2 separate regions of the Oryctolagus cuniculus genome follow, and region 1 is linked to region 2. The links are chromatin contacts, called in public Micro-C maps. All regions are on one chromosome and are shown on one strand. The core of a region is the stretch at or near the end of the contact, and the rest is flanking DNA. Distances in the headings are between cores, read along the strand shown. Region 1 holds the start of SREK1 (splicing regulatory glutamic acid and lysine rich protein 1). Region 2 holds the start of ERBIN (erbb2 interacting protein).

Region 1 (3,902 bases), core at 401-2,900, 170 kb before region 2:
CTCCTTCTACAAGACAAGGCAAACAAGACTAAGTACCAATGTCATAAAGGAGTATCTAACAGGGGACTGGCTGGGAGGGGGTCTTCTACATTTAAAGGAGATAAGTAAATGCTGCGGGTGGTCTGATTATACACCAGATCAAAAGGGAAAAGGGCATGATACTAACAGGGAATTCTAATAATTAACTGTAGCAAAAATTGATGAACACACGTCTACGGGACACAGATGCTCAATATATTATCGCTCCAACTGTTCTGTATGCATGAACTATTTCTCGAAAGAGGAGAAAAACTTAAGTGAAACTTAAACATCCACATGTGTAACAACTTTTACCAGTATGTACGCAGCGGCACTTTATGGTTCACACCCATCACTTTGAAATAAGGTAAATAGATGTCACTTTTTTGAAAAATTTCAGAAAATCGTAAGCAACGACTTCCTTCAAAGGACTGACACATTCAAGAAAATGCTGTCGATCTTCCAAAATCCACGATAAAAAAAAAAAAAAAAAGGTGCTTCTGCATGCACGAGTGTGAGTGATTCGCAAGCTTCCTGAGTAGGTAACACCGCGCAAGACAAACCCTACCACGTCCAAACACACCCCTTGGGAATGCCAGCTCAGGCCTGGCGTTCCCAGCGCGCGAGCAGCAGGGACAATCCTGCACCGACTCACCCTTCCTCCGAAAGGTCTGGAAAAGTGGGACCTTCCCGAGGGGACATTTTAATCTGGTGTCAACAGGGTGACCACACACGCTGCTGACCGTGCACGGGCTCGGTCAGGGCCAGCGAGATGCTAAGTTAGCGAAGCCGCCTCCTAGCGAACAAATGCAGCCCGAACTCCATTTTGCACCGGCCGCAGGCTTCCCCGTCTGCACTAACGGTCTGCCCCGAAGGCCTTAAGAACCCGACGGTGGCTCAGATGCGGTCTCCGCGACTCTCGGAGGGCAGAAAAAAATAAAAAATAAAAAAAGGCACCCCGGGCAGGCGTTCGCCTGGAGCACGCGCGCGGGCCCACCTGCGGCCATCTTACATTCGGGGAGGAGAAGCGGCCGGGGGCCCCGCAGCGAGCACGAGGCCGCAGACCCGGCCGCCGCGGCCTCTCCCACGCCTTTGTAAAGGCCGGGGGCAGGCGCCAACCCCCAAGACACGACTCACGGGGGCGCAAGCCCCGCCGGCCCGGCGCCCTCCTCACACATGGGCACCGGGGTGGGCACCGGCCGTCACGTGACAGGCCCCGCGCGCCCGCGCCGCGTCCGCGCGCCCCCACGCCGCGGCTCGCGAGGTCGCGATGGCGCCCGCGCCCCTCCCCCAGCCGAGCTCCGCACTTACTCCGGGGGGTAGAGCCGCAGCTCCTCGATTTCTCCTAGGAAGGAAAAGAGCGTCCGCATCTGCTCGCTGGTCACGGCCGACGACAGGTTCGTCACCTGAATCACCGCCGTAGGGATCAGGCCGAAGCCTAAACCCAAGCCGAAGGCGCCTCCGCTGTTCATCCCGCTCCCCAACGTCCGCGACGCGTCAGTGACGGAGCCGGGGAAGCGGAGCCCGCGCGGCCGCGAGCGCGCTCCCGCGGGCGGATTCCCGGCGCCGGGCAGGTCTAGCCGCCCGTGTCACAACTCGCCTGCTCCGCGGCTGCGCGCGCCGGCCGGAAGCGTCGCCCCGGCAACCCCGCGGGGCCGGAGCGGCCGCGGCCCGGGACGCCGAGCGCCCGGCGAGGCCGCCGTCGCCTGGGTCTTCTCCGATGAGAGGCTTGTCGCTGTTTTGTTTTTCAGTCAAACGTGGTCGAGGTCTTGCTCTCCTGTCAACATGGAAGGCCCGGCTCTCTGCTGTCTGTACGAAGTGAGCGGGCGAGGCGACCGCGCGGCGGGCCTGGTGGCGCGGGGCCGTGAGGCGGGAGTGACGCGGGCGACGCCCGTGAATGCTCGACCGGCGCTAGGGCGTCGTGGTTAAGCACCGACAGCTCCCGCCCCACTTTTATTTTTTAATTGGCAGGCGCCCTAATTGTGAAAAGACATGGAAAATTTTACAAAACAACGTAGATTCAGATTGCGTAAGAGAGAAGCTATGCCGTTGTGTTCACAAGTTGTGATTCATTCGCCCCTTCTGCAAGGGCGCTTAAAAAACAGATACACAAGGGCCACGGACAGCTTGCAAGCTAAGTAGAGAAAATAAGATTAAAAGATGTTTATCTGGGGCCGGCGCCCTGGCCTGAAGCGCCGGCATCCCAAATGGGCGCCGGTTCTAGTCCCGGCTGCGCCTCTTCAGAACCCGCTCCCTGCTGTGGCCTGGGAAAGCAGTAGAAGACGGCCCAAGTCCTTGGACCCCTGCACGCCCCCTGGGAGATTCGGGAGAGGCTCCTGGCTCCTGGCTTCGGAACAGCTCAGCTCCGACTGGTGTGACCATGTGGGGAATGAACCAGTGGATGGAAGACTCTCTGCTTCTGCCTCTACAGAATTAAAAAAAAAAAAAAAGTTTATTTGAGTCCAAAGAAATTTTGAACTCCATGCAGAATGGTCTCATGTGCCCTTCCCATTTTTTATGATCCTTCTCTTAGGAGATCCTAGACCAGCTGTTTCCAAATAACTTCCATGTTACCCTGAGGGTCCCAAATTCTTTCAGTGGCTCTGCAAGATCAAAAGGATTTTCGTAATAAAACTAAGGTTTTTATTGACCAGTCTGGCTTTGTTGACATCTGCTCTATTCATCTGATTAATAGCAATGGTTGATTAAACTGCCGACGCCTTAACCGGAATCAAGGCTGTGACACCACACTGGACCAGTAGGATGTAGTCTTCACTTCCAACCACCTAAAGCATACAAAAGTTAGGAAAAAGGGGTAAAGAGAAGTTGATTACGTCACACCCTATCGTACAGTTCCAAACAGTGCACGTAAGGACATGGAAAGTATTTCTGCTATGTCCGAGAGGGACAGCTGTCTTCAGTAAACATACTGTGTGCTGGAGTTTTCACACAAAAATACAGATCTTGTGATACTTGTATCTGCCACCTTAGCTTCACAGTTTGCCAATACTTAAAGGCTTCTCTGCCTGAGTCACCAGGAATATTAACAAATTTGTTTTTGACATTTTACAGTGAAATAATGTCAACATTCGGACCATCCCTACGACTCAGTGTGCAGCCACTTTCCACATGACCAGTGGGAGCTACTACAAAATCAAAAAGGGGGCCTGACATTGTGGCACAGTGCCTACAATGTACCAGATAGAGTCCTGCCTGCTCTATTTCAGCTTCAGCCTGGCCCAGCCCTGACTGTTGTGGCCATTTGTAGAGTGGACAAGCCGATGGAAGATCTCTCTTGCTCTCTCTAACTCTGCCTTCCAAATCAATTAATATATCTTTTTACAAAATAAAAAAATTCTAAGAGGTGCAAGACACTGATGGATTTCAATATAACAATAAAAAAGGTTAACTGATGGTTTCAGGCTACATTACAACTGCATGCTAAGAAGCTACCACATGTCAAGTTTGGTATTGTATCAAAGAAGAATATCTAGAATTATCTAGAAAGGCTATGAAAATAGTTTTCCCTCTTCCAACTCCTTATCTGTGTGAGATCAGATGTTCTTCATACATTGCAATCCAAACAGAACACAACAGATTGAACATACAAACATCCAAGACCTGAGCTGCCTCCCATTAAGCCAGATATTGCAGAAATTTGAAAAATAAAACAATACCACCCTTCTCACCAACTTTTAAAAATATCATTTCATCAGGGGCAGGCATTTGGCACACCAGTTGAGATACCCGCATTCCATTTCAATGAGTCCCAACTACTCAGCTTCCTGTCCAGCTTTCTGCTAATGTGTACCCTGGGAGGCAGCAGGTGATAGCCCAAATACTCAGGTCCCTGCAAATGCATGGGAAACCTAGATTGAATTCCA
Region 2 (3,666 bases), core at 363-2,862:
AGTCAGCTCTTTCTCCTGGGGTTTACAGTAATTACTTTGCTAGTATTTGATAAACTAGGCATCGATTTATATTAAAATGATTCCACAGATGATCATATTTTCTTAGCATTTACTCACAAATACAATATTTTTTCACTACCTTTACCACAAAAGTACTGGGGAAAAAAATAAACTTAAGACACTAAAACGCCGCTGAAAGCAGGGAGTGGGTTTGCCATGACCCAAACGCGTTGACTCTAGGAAGTCTACCCATTGGCTCAGGGGTGTTCAGAGCTCTGCCTGCTGCTAGTAGGTCTGTCACGCTTCACGGAGTCCTGCCCCACACTAAGTTCCTCTCCCTTATTAGGCCGAACCGAACGAAACATTTGGGCCAACACAAAAATCTAAATATCCTAGTATTCAAAGGCACAGCTTTTTTTATATCCCAATCAGTGTGGTTCCCAAGAAAATCTTTGAAGCGTTTTACTTCCCTCCCTACATAGTCAGTGCTGACCTGCACGGCAGTCCGAGCAAATCAAGCTGCGTTTTAATTACACACCTTCATCTGTAATCCTCACTCCCTCCTTCTCCATCCTAATGGTTCAGTCACAAGAAAAGTCTAGCAGACGCTTGCTTTCAATTAATGAAGGAAATATTTTAGGAGTCAACACCTGAAAAGGACAAGTTAACACACGTGAAAAAAAAAAAAAACATTACCTGCCCTGAAAACTAAAGCTGGCAAAAAGTTGCTTGTCCCTAAAATCCAATAAACTAGACGCAACAAGGCTCTGAACCAAAAACAGTCTCTGCGCGATGAACTCCAAAGCCAAAACCATCGCTATCAGCACAAACAAACGCGGCAGCCATCTCAACAGCCGCAAATCGACGGAACTTTCCTCCCAACCAAGTCGCCAGACAGGAGCTTCGCACACCTCGCAGAGGCTCCAGAAAACGAAAACTTCTGGAGCTCGCGCTCAACAAAGGCACTCTTTCTCCAGGCGGCCCAAACTTCCCGTCCCACTGCATTCTTACCATCGCTTCTACACAAACCACAGCCCAGATGGCAGACCGGGGCTTAAAAAACAAAACAAAACAAAACACACACAGCTCTCCCACTTCACCACCTAGAACACTGTGCGCTCCGATCCGAGCAAAGAACTGACGGAAACTTGGGCAAAAGGATCGCCCCTTTTCCGGTCCGTGCACTGTGTGTCTTCCAGACGCTTCTCGCGAAAATTACCTTTCGGCCGGACGGCGTCTCAGGGCTGCTTTTTCCAGGCTTCGCTGCCCATGATTCCCTCGCCCGCGTTAGTCACTTCGCATCCAGCCGAGTCTCTCCGGTGAGAACGGATGTGCAGCGGCCGCCCGCAGCAGCAGAGTAGGCTGCCCGGGTGGGGGTTGGGATGCGGGCTGGCTTCCTGGTCTCGAGTTTGCAGGAGTTTCCCAGCCCCAACTAGGATCTCCGCCGAGAGGAGGAGGAAAAAAAAAAAAAAAAAAAAAAACTTTTTCACTCGTGACACCGCCCGGAATTGCCGTGCGAAACTCACTTCCTGCCTCGGCGCAAGGCAGGAGCCAGCTCCGTCCAGGGGAACCCGGAACCCCAGCGCGCGCGCCGCGGAGGGGGAGGGGAGGCGCCGTCGGCCGGGCCCCGCGCGCCCCGCGCCCCCGACGGCGGCGGCGGCGGCCGAGACGCCGCCCGGGCGCTCGGCGGGCCGCGGCCGCGCTAGGCCGGCCCTGCTCCTCGCCGCCGCCCCCAGAGCCGAGCGGCCGGTTATTGTCTCGCTAGCGCCTGCCGCGCCCTTCGCCCGCGCCGCCGCCGCCGCCCGGAGCCGAGGGGCCGGGCAGGCTCGATGGCGGCGCCCTCGTCGGGCCGGCCGTCCTTCTGTCCGTTCCTCGCAGCGTTCCCTGCTCGCCCGCCTCTCGCTTTCCCGCCGCCGCGCCGCCACTCCCCTGCTGCTGCTTCTTCCCCGGCGGCGGCGGCGGCGGCCGCACGGGGCGCGGGGCTGGGGTGGGCGGCAGCCCGGTCCTCCTCACGAGTTCGCGGGGCCGCGGCGGGGGCCGAGGCTGCGTCCCGCGCCGCCGCGCCACCTTCGCTCGGGCGAGAGACGGCGAGGGGAGGGGCCCGGCGGGAGGGAGCGGAGAGCGACGAGGAGGAGGAGGAGGAGGAGGAGGAGTGGGGCTGGGGCGCAGGGGAGTGACCGCCGCGCAGGCCGCGGCGGAGGCTACGGCGCCACCGCCCCGCCGGCGAGGGGGGAGAGGCTGCGCGCGGCCGCGCGGCGGAGGGGGCGGGGCGGCCTCCCGCGGGCTGCGCCCCAACCGCCCACAGCCGGGCCGGAGGCCGGCGCGAGCCAGTCAGCGCGCGCGCGCGCGCGGGGGCCGCGCGGCCGACGTCGGCGGCGGGGGGCGGCGGGGCCTGGGGGGAGGGGCCCCGCCGTCCGCGGGTTCGCGTGCCGGGCGCGGCGTGAGGCCCGCTCGGGCGCCGGTCCCCGGGGGCCTGCCTGCGGGCTCCGTGACCCCCCGCGCACGCCGGCTCCCCAGCCCGTGGCGAACGCAGACGACGCCGCCGACCTCGGCCCGGGAACGCAGAGCCCTCAGGCCGCCGCCGCCGCGCTGGCCGGTTGAGTTTCTTTGTACACAGCGGCCGGTGCGCCGGGGGCTGTTCGAGTCCAGCCCCGATTTGCAGGCAGCAGGTATCCGCTGCGGCCGCTGCACTCCAACTTCTTGTAATGGCACGCTCGGGTTGCAAGCCGCCGCCGCAGCGGCCCAGCCGAGCTTCCCACGCCAGCCCTCGCTCGCTCGCTGGCCCCGCCGCGCAGCTGGGGCTCCTCCAGGGTTCGGCCTCGCACCGGCGCGGAGACAAAGCTGGCGCTGGCCGGGGGAAAATGGCCCGCGAAATTGCCTCGAGCTCGCGCCTTTGTTAGAAGAAACGCCGGCTGCCCTCTGAAGGCGACGCAGGCTCCCCAGCCCAGTGGTTTCGGTGGCGCAGCGGTTGGCTTGCGCTGGCCCTCGTAATTCATCCTGGCGGCTTTTGCGTTTAGAGAGAGACTCTTTAGCGTCCTGTCAACACATACGGCATAGAGAGCGTGAGCCATAATATTGCACAGTTGTTGCAGTTGCCGCATTAAATATGTTGACAGACGGCCTTGTTTTACCCGGAGGAGGAGCGGAATGGGTACGGGGAGACCTTCCCTCCACCCCCGCCTCTGCTCTGCTTCACTGTGTACAGCGATGGTGCTTTGGGCCCCAGGTCCCCGGAGGCACTGGTTCAGGTCTTCCGTCTGTATTCCAGAGATAATTGCTTATTATCAAGTTTGAGTAAAGAGCTATATGCCCTACAGACAATTCTTGGCCTGCATCCAAAGGGAAGAATTCATAAAGTGCACAAAGAATTACTTACCTAAATGAGTTGTGCACAAGTGACAAACACTGGAGATAACTCCGGTCAGCTTTTAAGGGATGGGAACATTGTCACTGCTCCCAGAACTGCTGGCATTGACACAGGTATTAGTCCCTTGGTGTAGAGCCTAAGTTGAAAATTAGCACCAAAATGTACAGGTACATTTAGTGCTGAAACAGAGAGGCTAGAGCATAAACTGGAAGCTAAGGAATGGCAAGCAGGCAGGTATGCTAGTAACACCAAGCTCGGTATCTATTTTATATGAATATTAATCGTAACCATTGCATAAG

The links. A called contact is a pair of places that touch in the nucleus more often than the background predicts.
Region 1: a Micro-C map of ear pinna shows a contact between it and region 2, with 7 times the contacts expected there. The contact joins the promoter of SREK1 here to the promoter of ERBIN in region 2. A contact is called at or near these places in 2 of 6 Hi-C or Micro-C datasets (ear pinna and an unstated tissue).

The regions. Positions count from the first base shown.
Region 1 is chr14:87,038,001-87,041,902 of mOryCun1.1, reverse strand. It overlaps SREK1 (splicing regulatory glutamic acid and lysine rich protein 1), which reads right to left and starts at 1,650. Exons shown (of 12, transcript XM_017344754.3): 1 at 1,330-1,650. The coding sequence starts at 1,490.
Region 2 is chr14:86,864,228-86,867,893 of mOryCun1.1, reverse strand. It overlaps ERBIN (erbb2 interacting protein), which reads right to left and starts at 1,612. Exons shown (of 23, transcript XM_070056803.1): 1 at 1,220-1,612.